Regions from separate parts of the Sus scrofa genome. Here region 1 is linked to region 2. Evidence: chromatin contacts called from public Hi-C data. All regions are on one chromosome and are shown on one strand. The core of a region is the stretch at or near the end of the contact, and the rest is flanking DNA. Distances in the headings are between cores, read along the strand shown. Region 1 has its middle 180 kb from the start of SPRED2. Region 2 has its middle 180 kb from the start of MEIS1.

Region 1 (6,242 bases), core at 3,621-6,120, 540 kb before region 2:
GCTGTGGAAGAAACAAAAATGGGGAAGACAGCTTTCATTCCTCAGGTCTTATTTTGGGTTCTGTTGTGTTATCGGGAGCCATAGTAACACACACACACACAAAAGGCCACCAAGGAGGAGCATACAGGAGTTTCAGATATCTCGATAATGTCTGTTTCTGAACCCAAAGGGAAGGTGCACAGCTTTTCTTTTATCGTTATTATTTAATCCATACGTATATGCTATAGGTACACTTCTGAAAGATGAGCATTTTTATTGAAAGCAAAAGGAAAGAAAAGGAGGAACTCTTATCTTCCTCATTTGGCAGACTAGGGAGTCAAGGTGGACACCTTGTCTTAGTCAGGCAAACTTCTCCTGCAAGACCCAGCTCCAGGTGATTGCCTGGGCTCTTTCCTGACTCCCCAGCAGCCTGGGTCCCCCTTTACTCTTTTCTTAAACTTGCTGGTCTCTCTTCTGCGGTGTTCATCTTATGGGATGGTAATCATTTGGCCTACGAGTGGTTCGAGGTATCATTTTTTTTTTTTTTTTTTGTATAAGACTCAACCCTGGTGGTAATATTCTTCCTCCTTCCTTTGCAATTTCACCTAAAGCTTTGTTTCTTTGGGGTTCTTGGAATAAAAGAAAGCATATTATACATCACGGCACATTTGACAGATGCAAGTGATTATACTAATAGTAGCATTTTTTCTCTATGTGTCTGATGTATTCAGGCTTCTTTCAAAAGAAATGAGTTTAAAACTCATCCCTAAAAATGAAATGAGGTCTTTAAGTTCTTCCTACCTACCTCCTTCTTTATTTGGATTTTAAAACCTTTTTGTTTTTGATGTGAGGGGGATACTGTGTTGCCTGTAATTTACTTTAAAATACTTTGACAGCTTGATTTTATATATACACATATACATATATACACACATACACATGTGCACATACCTATATATATATGTATATAGCTACATCTGTATCTACCTATTTGTCTATCTACTTTTGGTGTATGTGTATACACAAATGCACCCTCACATTGGTATAAGTGATATGTGTGTATTTGTATATAAATTTATTTTGGCCTATATCCTAGGGACAGTCTGTTACCTTAAGAGGAAGCATTCACTTCTGGGTAGGTAGGTAGAGTTTTGGGCTTCTAATCCTAAGCCCAAATGCCAGAGATGGACTTCCACTGTCTTTATATCTAAACAGTACTGGAGACTTTCTTATTTTTTGCAGGTGAAAAAAAATGGTATTCAAGATCTATGAATTGATTAGAAATATCACAGTGGCCCTCTCCCCTTGCACAACAGGGCACAGGAACTTAGTCTATACCTTTCCAAATGGTGCCAGATGTTTCATTTAGAAGTGGTCCTGGGCCAACCATTGATTAGAGAATTCTGGTCCCACAAATCTAATTATAAAATCAGCTGAAACCTGCTGCTAACTATTGTCCTGTTTGCCTTTGGTGAGCCTAAAACTTTCTACAGGGACAGAGAGCTGGAACTTCAAGCTTGCAGACTTGGTTGTATGAGTGTTTTGGAGCCTGCTTGCTAAATGAATGAATGTACATGTGGTAGAATTTGGTCTGAGACTTAATTTTATTGTAATCAAATGGTGAAGGGTGAGATCTCTAGACTCTACCTACCTCTAACTATTGGATGCTGCCCAGGTTTACTAGAAAGAATCTAAAAGTTGTAAACTGCCAAATTGGCTTAGGTAAGATCACAACAGAAGATAATGGAGAAACTGAGTTCATCTCTTAGAGTGGTCTTTATACTATTGGATTTATTTCCATCATCAGCCAATTTTGCAAGGGAGGCTAATAAAATATCCGTCAAGCCAATAATAAGTATATGACACATTAATGATGTCTTAGCCTTATCTCATCGTAGCTCCAAAGTTTAGTTTTATCTATTTATTTATTTATTTATTTTCATTTGAGGGCTGCACCTGGGCCTATGGAGGTTCCCAGGCTAGGGGTCCAAAAAGAACTATAGCTGCTGGCCTACCCCATAGGCACAGCAACGTGGGATCAGAGCTGCATCTTCAACCTACACCACAGCTCACTGCAATGCCAGATCCTTAACCCACTGAGCAAGGCCAGGGATTGAATCTGCAACCTCATGGTTCCTAGTCGGATTTCAAAATTTAGTTTTAAAAATACACTGGGACCGGAGTTCCCACCATGGCACAGTGGGTTAAGAATCCAGCTGCAGTGGTTTAGGTAGCTGCAAGGTGTGGGTGCAGTGGCTTATAAGATGCAGCATTGCCACAGCTGTGGCATAAGTTGCAGCTGGGCCTTGGATTCAGTCCCTAGCCCGGGAACTTCCATGTGCTGCAGGTGCAGCCATAAAAAAAAAAAAAAATACACTGGGACCAAGGATGAAACAGATGCCTATGTGGCAAATATATCCTGTTCAGAGAGGCAGGATTGCTTGACATTGTATAAGAGGGTAGTAACGATGGCAACATGGCTATCAATCCAGGGCCACTGGGGAAGGTTCCTTCGGTCGATTTAGTGCTTTTTGCCACATGAGGCTTGTTAGGATTGAGGGGAGAATATTGCTGCTTATTTTGTAGGAATCCATGGAAGCTCAGCATGGTATAGGTGGTGGGGCAAGTCCTGCCTTGCCAGGACGAAGTTGTCTCTCATTTCTAGGGTGGGAGGCTATAGTTTGTTTGTTTGTTTGTTTTAAAGGCCCTACAATAATAACTTGGCAAAAAAGAATATACATAGAAGAGACTTTTGGAATGAAATATATCAACTGTTAATTATAATTGTCTTTGGATGACAGTATTTTTCATTCAATTTTAGTTTAGTTTTGTTTTTTTCCAAAACATTTTGGTGCCTGATGATATGGTTTTGATATGGTTTGGAGTCCTCTAGCTTTCAGTGAGTTGGGGGTACGGCCCAAACTCTGACCTGGCCACCGGGTGAGTGCAACCTCTTAGACATTGCTGGGCTTATTGTAGGAGGAAAAAACCCAAAGAAGGAAGAAATTCTCTTAATAGAGAGATGGAAGCTTGGATCAACTTAACTTCAATATTAGAAGAAGTAAGAAGTTCCCATTGTGACTCAGCGGGTTAGAAGATCTGAGTAATCTCTAGGAGGATGCGGGTTTGATCCCTGGCCTCGCTCTATGGCATAGACCCCAGCTACAGCTCCAATTCAACCCCTTGCCTGAAACTTCCACATGCCTCAGATGTGGCCCTTAAAAAAAAAGAAGAGAAATGAACTTGTTTTGTATCCCAAGTTTCTGTAACAGGTCATGTTGGGCACAAGCATTTCCCCATGTTATTACACACTTTATAGAAATATACATATTTTGGAGTCCCATTATTCAAAACACTCACTAAATTAAAGGTTATATGCCGTATCATTGAATGGCTAGATTTTTGTTCAGTTAACACTCTGCAGTTGGAAATTTAGATCCTTTCACTTTTCATTATAAATTATGATGAATATGACTGTGCATAAAGCTTTTTTTGGCTTGTTCTGATAATAATAATAATAATAATAATAATAAGTTGTATTAATGGGGCCCTTTCTATGTGCTTGATTTTGTGCTAAGCATTTTACATTCTTTCATTTAATCCTTACAACCACTCTATGATTGGATACTGTCATTATACTCATTTTACAGGTGAGAAAACTAAGACTCACAGAAGCTAGTATAAAAGTCACCCAAATGAGAAAGGGTAGACCCATTATTTGAATCCAGGTGCATCTGACTTACAAAGTCTGTGCTCCTGGTCACCAGCTATGCTCTTTTCTCTGTATGTGGAATTATTTCCTTAGCATTGTTTTATGGAAGCATAATTATGGAGCCAAATGTCACATGTTAATTTATAACAATCTTAGTACCTATTGCCACTGGCATGTTTTATCTCATGCTTATGAACATTGGGTATTACTATTAAAAAAAGTAAATTTGACATGCAAAAATAACATCTTATAGATTTCATTTGCATTTATTTGATTGCTGGAAAGGGTATACAATTCCTTACATTTATAAATGAGTTGTAATACCTCTGCTCTGAATTTTCTACCATGCCCTTTGGTTTATTTACCTAATGGGATCTGGGCATATTTTTTATTAATTTGTATGAGCTCTTTACATAATACAGATTTTAACCCTTTGTTACATTGCAGCATTTTTTTTCTGTTGTCTTCCAATTTCTGTATGATTTTTAAAGATTTGAAATGATTTACCCCCATCTAATTATTGCCCAAAGATGAATTTATTTATTCAGTGATAAATAGGTCTTGGTCTGATTCTTAAGCTTATCACAGAAATCTTTATTTGCACTATTTATTCTATTTCTTTATCTCTCTCTCTCTCTCTCTCTCTCTTTTTTTTTTTTTAGGGCTGCACCCATGGCATATGGAGGTTCCCAGGCTAGGGGTCAAATCAGAGCTGCAGCTGCCATCCTACACCACAGCCATAGCAACACCAGATCTGAGCCACGTCTACGACGTACACCACAGCTTTTGGCACCCACTGAGCAGGGCCAAGGATTGAACCCTCATCCTCATGGATGACTAGTTGGGTTCTTAACCTGCTGAGCCACAACGGGAACTCCTATTTCTTCTATAAGCACTGATTTAGTAGCCTATTTTGTATAAAGCATATGTTAGGTACCGGGGTACCAGAGAGTGTCTGTAGGGATGGGAAAAGGACAGAAAAAGGCTGCTTACCACTTCAAGAACTTCAAATCTAGGTGGCATATGTAGTCAGGGATACATGCAATGTCTCAAATAATAAAATGACACAGGACAAGACCCCATAGTAATGAGTAACAGATAAGTTGTACAGTTTGTGCCATCAGTTTAAGTGAAGCAGGAATGCAGCTATTACTTACATAAGTCTATTTATGTAACTCACCTGATCTTTGGTTTCAGATAGAGCAGAGTTCAAACACAGGTACTGACATTTATTTGCTATGTGATTTTGGATAAGTTACTTAATTTATGACCCTCCATTCTGAAAGATACTTTTTGGAGGAAAAGAAATGCCTCATCTAAGATCTAAATTCAATAAATGTGTGCCAGAATGTGAGACACTTTTAGGTAGCTGTGAATTTTAGGGAAAGATAATATTTTACTGGGCCATTCTGGAGTCTCTAAATCATACCAAGTGTAAGTTTACAACCTCCCCTGAATTCCACAGAGGTCAAGTTTAGAACATGGCACAGACTGTCCTGGTTACTTCACCTCATTCATGTAATTGATATTCACTGGCACTTAACCATGTATCAGGCACTACCGGCTATGGGGACTTTTATATCCTCTTTAAGATGTCTTATCAAAAGTTGTCCCAAATCCAGGATAAAATGATTTTTTCCTCCAAGCAGTTGAGGACCTATACACCAAACAGGTTTTTTTTTTGGAAGAGATTATAACCGATATCCACTGTCTGGTTACACGTAAGCTCCCAGTGGAAATGTCCGTGAATAGCAAAATGGAGCCCACAAGAAGCCCCTGCGTGGTCCTGCCTTTAGGGGCTTGTGCTTGGGGGCCTGGCTTTAAGAGCTGCTGTGAATTTTGCCCCTAAGGTGGGTGCTGCCAGCCCAGTGAGTACTACTGATTAGTACTCTAGACATTGATGACTAAACTCAGGTACCTCTTTTTTTTTTTTTTTTTTTTTTTCTCTTTTCTTTTTATGCACTCGTGGCATACGGAAGTTCCCAGGCTAGGGGTCAAATTGGAGTTGCAGCTGCTGGCCTACACCACAGCCAAGGCAACAGGGGATCTGAACCATATCTTCCACCTACATCGCAGCTCGCAACAACACTGGATCCCTGGCCCAATGAGCAAGGCCAGGGATCGAGCCCCTACCCTCCTGGATACTAGTCAGATTCATTTCTGCTGCGCTACAATGGGAACTCCAGGTACCTCTTTCTACTTCAACTTTTAGGCAAGCCAACTTAGCTTCAAGACCTAGGTCCAGTGATGGTGTGACCCCAGGGTTGTGGCCAGCACTACATGTCCACTTCTCTAGTTTTTTACTAAAACTGAATGTTATCAGTGTTTTAACTTTTGCCTGTGTCAAGTATTTTTCCATCTCAACAGACTTCCTTGAAGTCATTCTTAATGGACACATGGTATTCTATCACCTAGGACTGCTATAGTTTGTTTAACCTTCTTCTTACTGGCTATTTAGATCACTTTAATAGTTTGTTATTTAATTCTTCACAAAACTCAGCTTTATTATTATTTTTTATTGCTTTCTAATGAAGCCAGCACCAGATGGACT
Region 2 (5,500 bases), core at 2,956-5,455:
TTCCCATCATGACTCAGTGGTTAATGAATCCGACTAGGAACGATGAGGTTGCGGGTTCGAGCCCTGGCCTTGCTCAATGGGTTAAGGATCTGGCGTTGCCGTGAGCTGTGGTGTAGATCACAGACGCGGCTCGGATCCGGCGTTGCTGTGGCTCTGGCGTAGGCTGGCAGATATAGCTCCGATTACACCCCTAGCCTGGGAACCTCCATATGCCAAGGGCAGGGCCCTAGAAAAGGCAAAAAGACAAAAAAAAAAAAAAAAAAAAAAAAAAAAAAAAAGGTGGTGTAAAATATACTCACATACACTAAATTCACAGTGAGCAGAGATTAATTCAAGTATGACACCTGATTTGAAAAAGAAATTTGGTGGGAAAAAAAAAAGAAATTTGGCGGAGGAATCAGAAAGGGAGAGAGTAAATGTACGGGTAATGCAGAAACTTAAACACAATTATACTCCAACAATAAATAATTATTCACTTTTTGTTTTTTATCATTTTAAATATGCTTAGTACAACTATAGAGATCATTTTCTGGGGCGGGGGGGGGAGGAGTTATTTGCTCTGTAATTTTCATTTATACTAGAAAATAACCATCTTGGAAACGTCGTGTTCCTCCCTCGAAAAAAAAAAAATTCGTAACTTTCCCCATGTAAAGGACAGAGGAAAAATACAAACAATGACTGTACTAACTTTTAGATGTTATTTTTACATATTTTTAGTAGGTGACTATTAGAATAAAATTTTCAAAAATATATCAGCATTTCAAAGCACACTTATTTAGTAAAAATAAGAAAATTCTGGGAATTCCCGTCATGGCGCAGTGGTTAATGAATCCGACTAGGAACCATGAGGTTGTAGGTTTGATCCCTGGCCTTGCTCAGTGGGTTAAGGATCCTCGGTTGCCGTGAGCTGTGGTGTGTAGATCGCAGATGTGACTCAGATCCCTAGAAAAAGACTAAAAAAAGAAAATTCTGTTAGGAAGATACAGGGTGATGATTTTATTTGTTTTTCTACTCTTCCTCATTTTGTTTTCCATAAGAAAATAAGAATAGCATTCACCAGGTATTTTAATCTGACATTTTACATGTTTTATTCAATTCTGGTTCTTCTTGATTTTATGTGGTGTATGGCTGAAAAACTAAAATGTAGAAATCAATTGTTTGCATTCCTATATAAATACATGTACATACATGTTCATGCATGTACATGCATTCTTTCAGGCATTATCGTATTGAATTACAATAGATTGAATAAATATGCATGTAGAAATAGGTTTTCCCATTATTTCTGGTTTTGCATGTATAAATTACATTGTTTTGCTGAATAGGCTAATAAACTTGCAGAAGTGAGATGCATTAGTAGCATCTGGATCTTTTTTTTTTGTTTTTTCCAGAAAAGATATGTTCAGTCAAATTCAAGTCAGTAGTAAACAATAACTGAACAACTACTAGGTGTAAGGCTCAGATCTGAAAAAAAAAACAACTCAGGTCCTGCTCTGTGGGAGCACAGTTAAGTGACAAACATGGACATGCACACAAATAACTCTAGTGCAAGATGAATCATGGTAAGTCAGGATAGGCTTCTGTCAGAGTGGGTGGGACTCTGGGGCTCTGGGGAGGTGTGGAGGCCAGAGTGGAACTGAGTCTTGGAAAACGAGTTTAACTCTGGCTGGAAGACAGTGGGGGGAAGCAGAGTGAATCGCACAACAAGCAGAGGTAACTACTTGAAGATCAACTTGGATGAATGGATGGAAAGTCAAAGCACCGGACTGCAATGCGTGAATGCACCAAAGGCACACTCACAGCCTCTAGTGGGGGCTGTCTTTGACTGCCTTAGAATGGGGCAAAAAAAAGAAAAAAAAAAATAGAAAGCAAGGCAATTATGTTTCCCTTTTCTGGCCACAAAGTTGTATTCAGATACTCAAAGTCACAAATTTCCTAGGTTTGAAAAGAAAAATTTTATATCTTAAAATCCACAGAGATGATACACTTTTATCCAGTGACTTGATCTTACCTTCATCTTAGCTAGCCTAGATGCAAGAATGGCTAGGAGAAAGAAGGATATTATTAAGCTCATATTAAAAATCTCATCTGTGGGGAGGGTGTGGAGAAAAGGGAAACTTCCTACACTCTTGGTGGGAATGTAAGCTGGTGCAGCAACTGCTATGGAGAACAGCATGGAAGTTCCTTAAAAAACTAAACATAGAACTACCATATGATCCAGCAATCCCACTCCTGGGCATATATCCAGAGAAAACCATAATTCAAAAAGATACATGCACTCCAATGTTTTGTTGCAGCATCATTCACAATTGCTAAGACATGAAAGCAACCTAAGTGTCCAACAACAGAGGACTAGATAAAGAAGACATGGAATGTATATGCAATGGAATATTACTCAGCCATAAAAAATAAAATAACCATTTGCAGCAACATAGATGAACCTAGAAATGATCATACTAAGTGAAGTAAGTCAGGTAAAGACAATTATCATATATGAAATCTAACAAAAAGAATGATACAAAAAACCTACAAAACAGAAACAGACTCAAAGATTTTGAAACCAAATTTATGGTTACCAAAGGGGAAATGTGGGGTGAGAGGGATAAATTAGGGGCTTGGGATTGACATGTACACACCACTTTATAAAATAGGTAGGTTAACAAGGACATACTGTATAGCACAGAGTAATCTGCTCAATATTCAACACTATGTAATAACCTCTATGGGAGAAGACTCTGAAAAGGAATGGATGTATGTATACGCATAACTGAGTTACTTTGCTGTACACCTGAAACTAACACAACTTTCTAAGTCAACTATGCTCCAACAAAATTTATTAAAAAAAAAAAACCCATCTGTGATATTTCACTAGATAACTAGCTGCCTTTCCTAGGTTATTCTATTTTTTTCTAAAAACAGGAATTCCTTCCCCACTCCCTTTCTCTTTCTTTCTTTCGACATCAAGGGGCATGAATGTGAGACACAAAATAAGGTTGGAAGAAACTTTCTTTTAATTGAGTATTTGCATGATACGAGTCTTAATCAAAGAGGCTTACCATCTTAGAGCGCCATGATGTGCTCCCTCTCTTCTCTGCTCTGGGACAGGATGCTCATTTACCATGTTGCCCCAGGGTTGTCCTTCCATCTCATTCAACCCTAGAAGGCTTGCTCAAAGGAGAGGTCAGTAGGCGCTTAGAATCTTTTGGAGATAGAGCCTAGTAATCATTTCCCACACTGAGGTTATCTGCTATCTGCCAGGGTTGTTTTCCTGAAAGATATCTGATCAAACTATGCTGCAGTTTCTAAAAGTACCCAAGGGGGTCTTCCCAGCTTTGTCTTCTTTCTCTGCTTCCTATCCATCAACTCAAACCAAGATAATGCCTGATCCAAATATTTCTTAAGTGTCAACATAGACCATGATGATTGGATCTATCATGAGATAAAAATCTCAGTTATCGTCTCTAATCCAGCTCATTATCCCAGCTGGTTCTACTGATTTCTGTTGCCTTGTCCCTGATGTCAGGATCCTACAGTAACTGCCGCAAATTTGCTTTTCTTTGCTTACTCTTGTTTTGACCCAGGCATGTTGTTCACAGAAATTCAAGTGATAAGCAAAGGAAATAAACTACCTTGGAATCTGGTTGATTCTCTGGATCTCTGACCCAGGACAGGGAAACATCAAACTGTAATCTCCTAAGATGTAAAATCTTTGAAAACTGGAAGCAATGAAATTCCACTTATTCTGTAAGAAAAATAAATAAATAAAGCACCCCCACACGGTAAAATTGAAAGTGTGTCTTCGAAGAGCATTATTCTTGTACTTCTCCGTTCAGACTTTCTGACACTGTCCTTCTATAATATAAAGGATTGCCTTTTTTTCCCCTTTAGAATCATGAGCATTCCATGCCCAAACACCTACATTTAATATTTGAAATTTTCCAGACCTCACCTGAGCTGACTAAAATCAACCTACCAAATTCTTTTCCATCCTATTCCCAGACAGTGAGAAGGGTTCAGCAGGAGGCTAGGGCCCAGCCTAAATCTGACCCCGAGTGGACTTCTCCAGGCATCAATCATTGCACTGGATGATACGGGATCGCCACTGGCGATGAAGCAAACCTCTGGCTTTCCCACCCATGACCTAGCCCAAGATGAGCAAGCACATTCCTGTCTAAACCCTTCACTGCAAATCGCCACGGCTCCTTTCATCAAGTTAATTATAGAACCGAAGGGCTGGAAGGGGAGCCCAAGACATCATCTGTTCCATCCCCTCAGCTTTCTGGCACGGCCACATTTAAATCATCCCAGACAGATGGAAATCTATCCGGTTTTTAAAGACCTCCAGAGCAGGAGACTCCACAAGCCCTTCAGCCACTTGCTCTGCTGTTTAACAACCCCTGTCAGAGAAGCCCTCTTTATCTCCAGTTTAAATCTCACACACCGCCCATTCAAGCCAATTTCTTCTTGTTCTGTGCATCAGCCCTTCACATATGCAGATCATTACTGAGGCAGCTCTCCAGCTTCGCTGAGCTGAGCTGGTCAGTTCCAATTCCTTCCTTCTCTTCTTTAAAATCCAACTTTCCAACTTGGAGCCATCTCTGTGACTTTCCAAATTTTGGTTCCTTTCCACTCAAGGAGTCACTGGAAATGTAGGTGGTGATTTTGTTTTTAAGGCAGCGCTTCTCAGATGATTTACTCTCAGGACTCTTTCTAGACTCTTAAAAATTAAAGACCCCCAAAGAGTTTTTGTTTATGGAGGTTATATCTACAAGTATCTGCTGTACTAGAAATTAAGACTAAAAATCTTTACAACCCTGGAATACTCAAGGACACAGCTCATTATCCATCAGGATGTTGATGCCACCACCTCCTGTGGCCTCTGGAAAATGCCACTGTATGATCATGAGAGAATGAGATGAGAAAGCAAGTAACATACTTACATTATAAAAATGGTGTAGGAGTTCTCATCGTGGCTCAGCGGAAATGACTGACTAGCATGCATGAGGATGCAGGTTTGAACCCTGGCCTAGATTGGTGGGTGAGGATCTGGCATTGCCTTGAGCTGTGGTGTAGATCACAGATGGGGCTCGGATCCCGAATTGCTGTGGCTGTGGTGTAGGCCAGTAGCTACAGCTCCAATTAGACCCCTAGCCGTGGAACCTCCATATGCCTTGGGTTCGGCCCTAAAAAGACTGAATGAATAAATAAAAAGTGTAGACTTTGCAGGCTTCTGAGAGTCTTTGGGCTCCCCATGATCTCTGGACCACACTCTGAGATCCTCTGCTTTATGGGAAGCATGGCCCTAATTCTTAAGGTAGAGCTGGATGTAGAGGCAATTGGCAAGGACTCTGGTCTGGTCTAAAGAGAGCCAAGTGAAACTATGCCACATTAGAAGGCAAAATAAAGGCTTTAACTGTCAAAGGCCATGCTCTCGACCTTAGAACAGTGAAAGAAACTGATTTTGAGAAGAACCAACTGAACTTTGTTGATATTTTATGGG

What was found. Hi-C and Micro-C count contacts between places; a contact is called where the count stands out from the background.
Region 1: a contact with region 2 is called in a Hi-C map of skeletal muscle, with 7 times the contacts expected there. A contact is called at or near these places in 1 of 47 Hi-C or Micro-C datasets (skeletal muscle) and 1 of 2 datasets of targeted methods (skeletal muscle).

The regions. Positions count from the first base shown.
Region 1 is chr3:76,346,554-76,352,795 of Sscrofa11.1, reverse strand. No RefSeq gene overlaps it. Among named protein-coding and RNA genes, the nearest start is that of SPRED2, 180 kb to the left of the region's middle.
Region 2 is chr3:75,802,611-75,808,110 of Sscrofa11.1, reverse strand. No RefSeq gene overlaps it. Among named protein-coding and RNA genes, the nearest start is that of MEIS1, 180 kb to the right of the region's middle.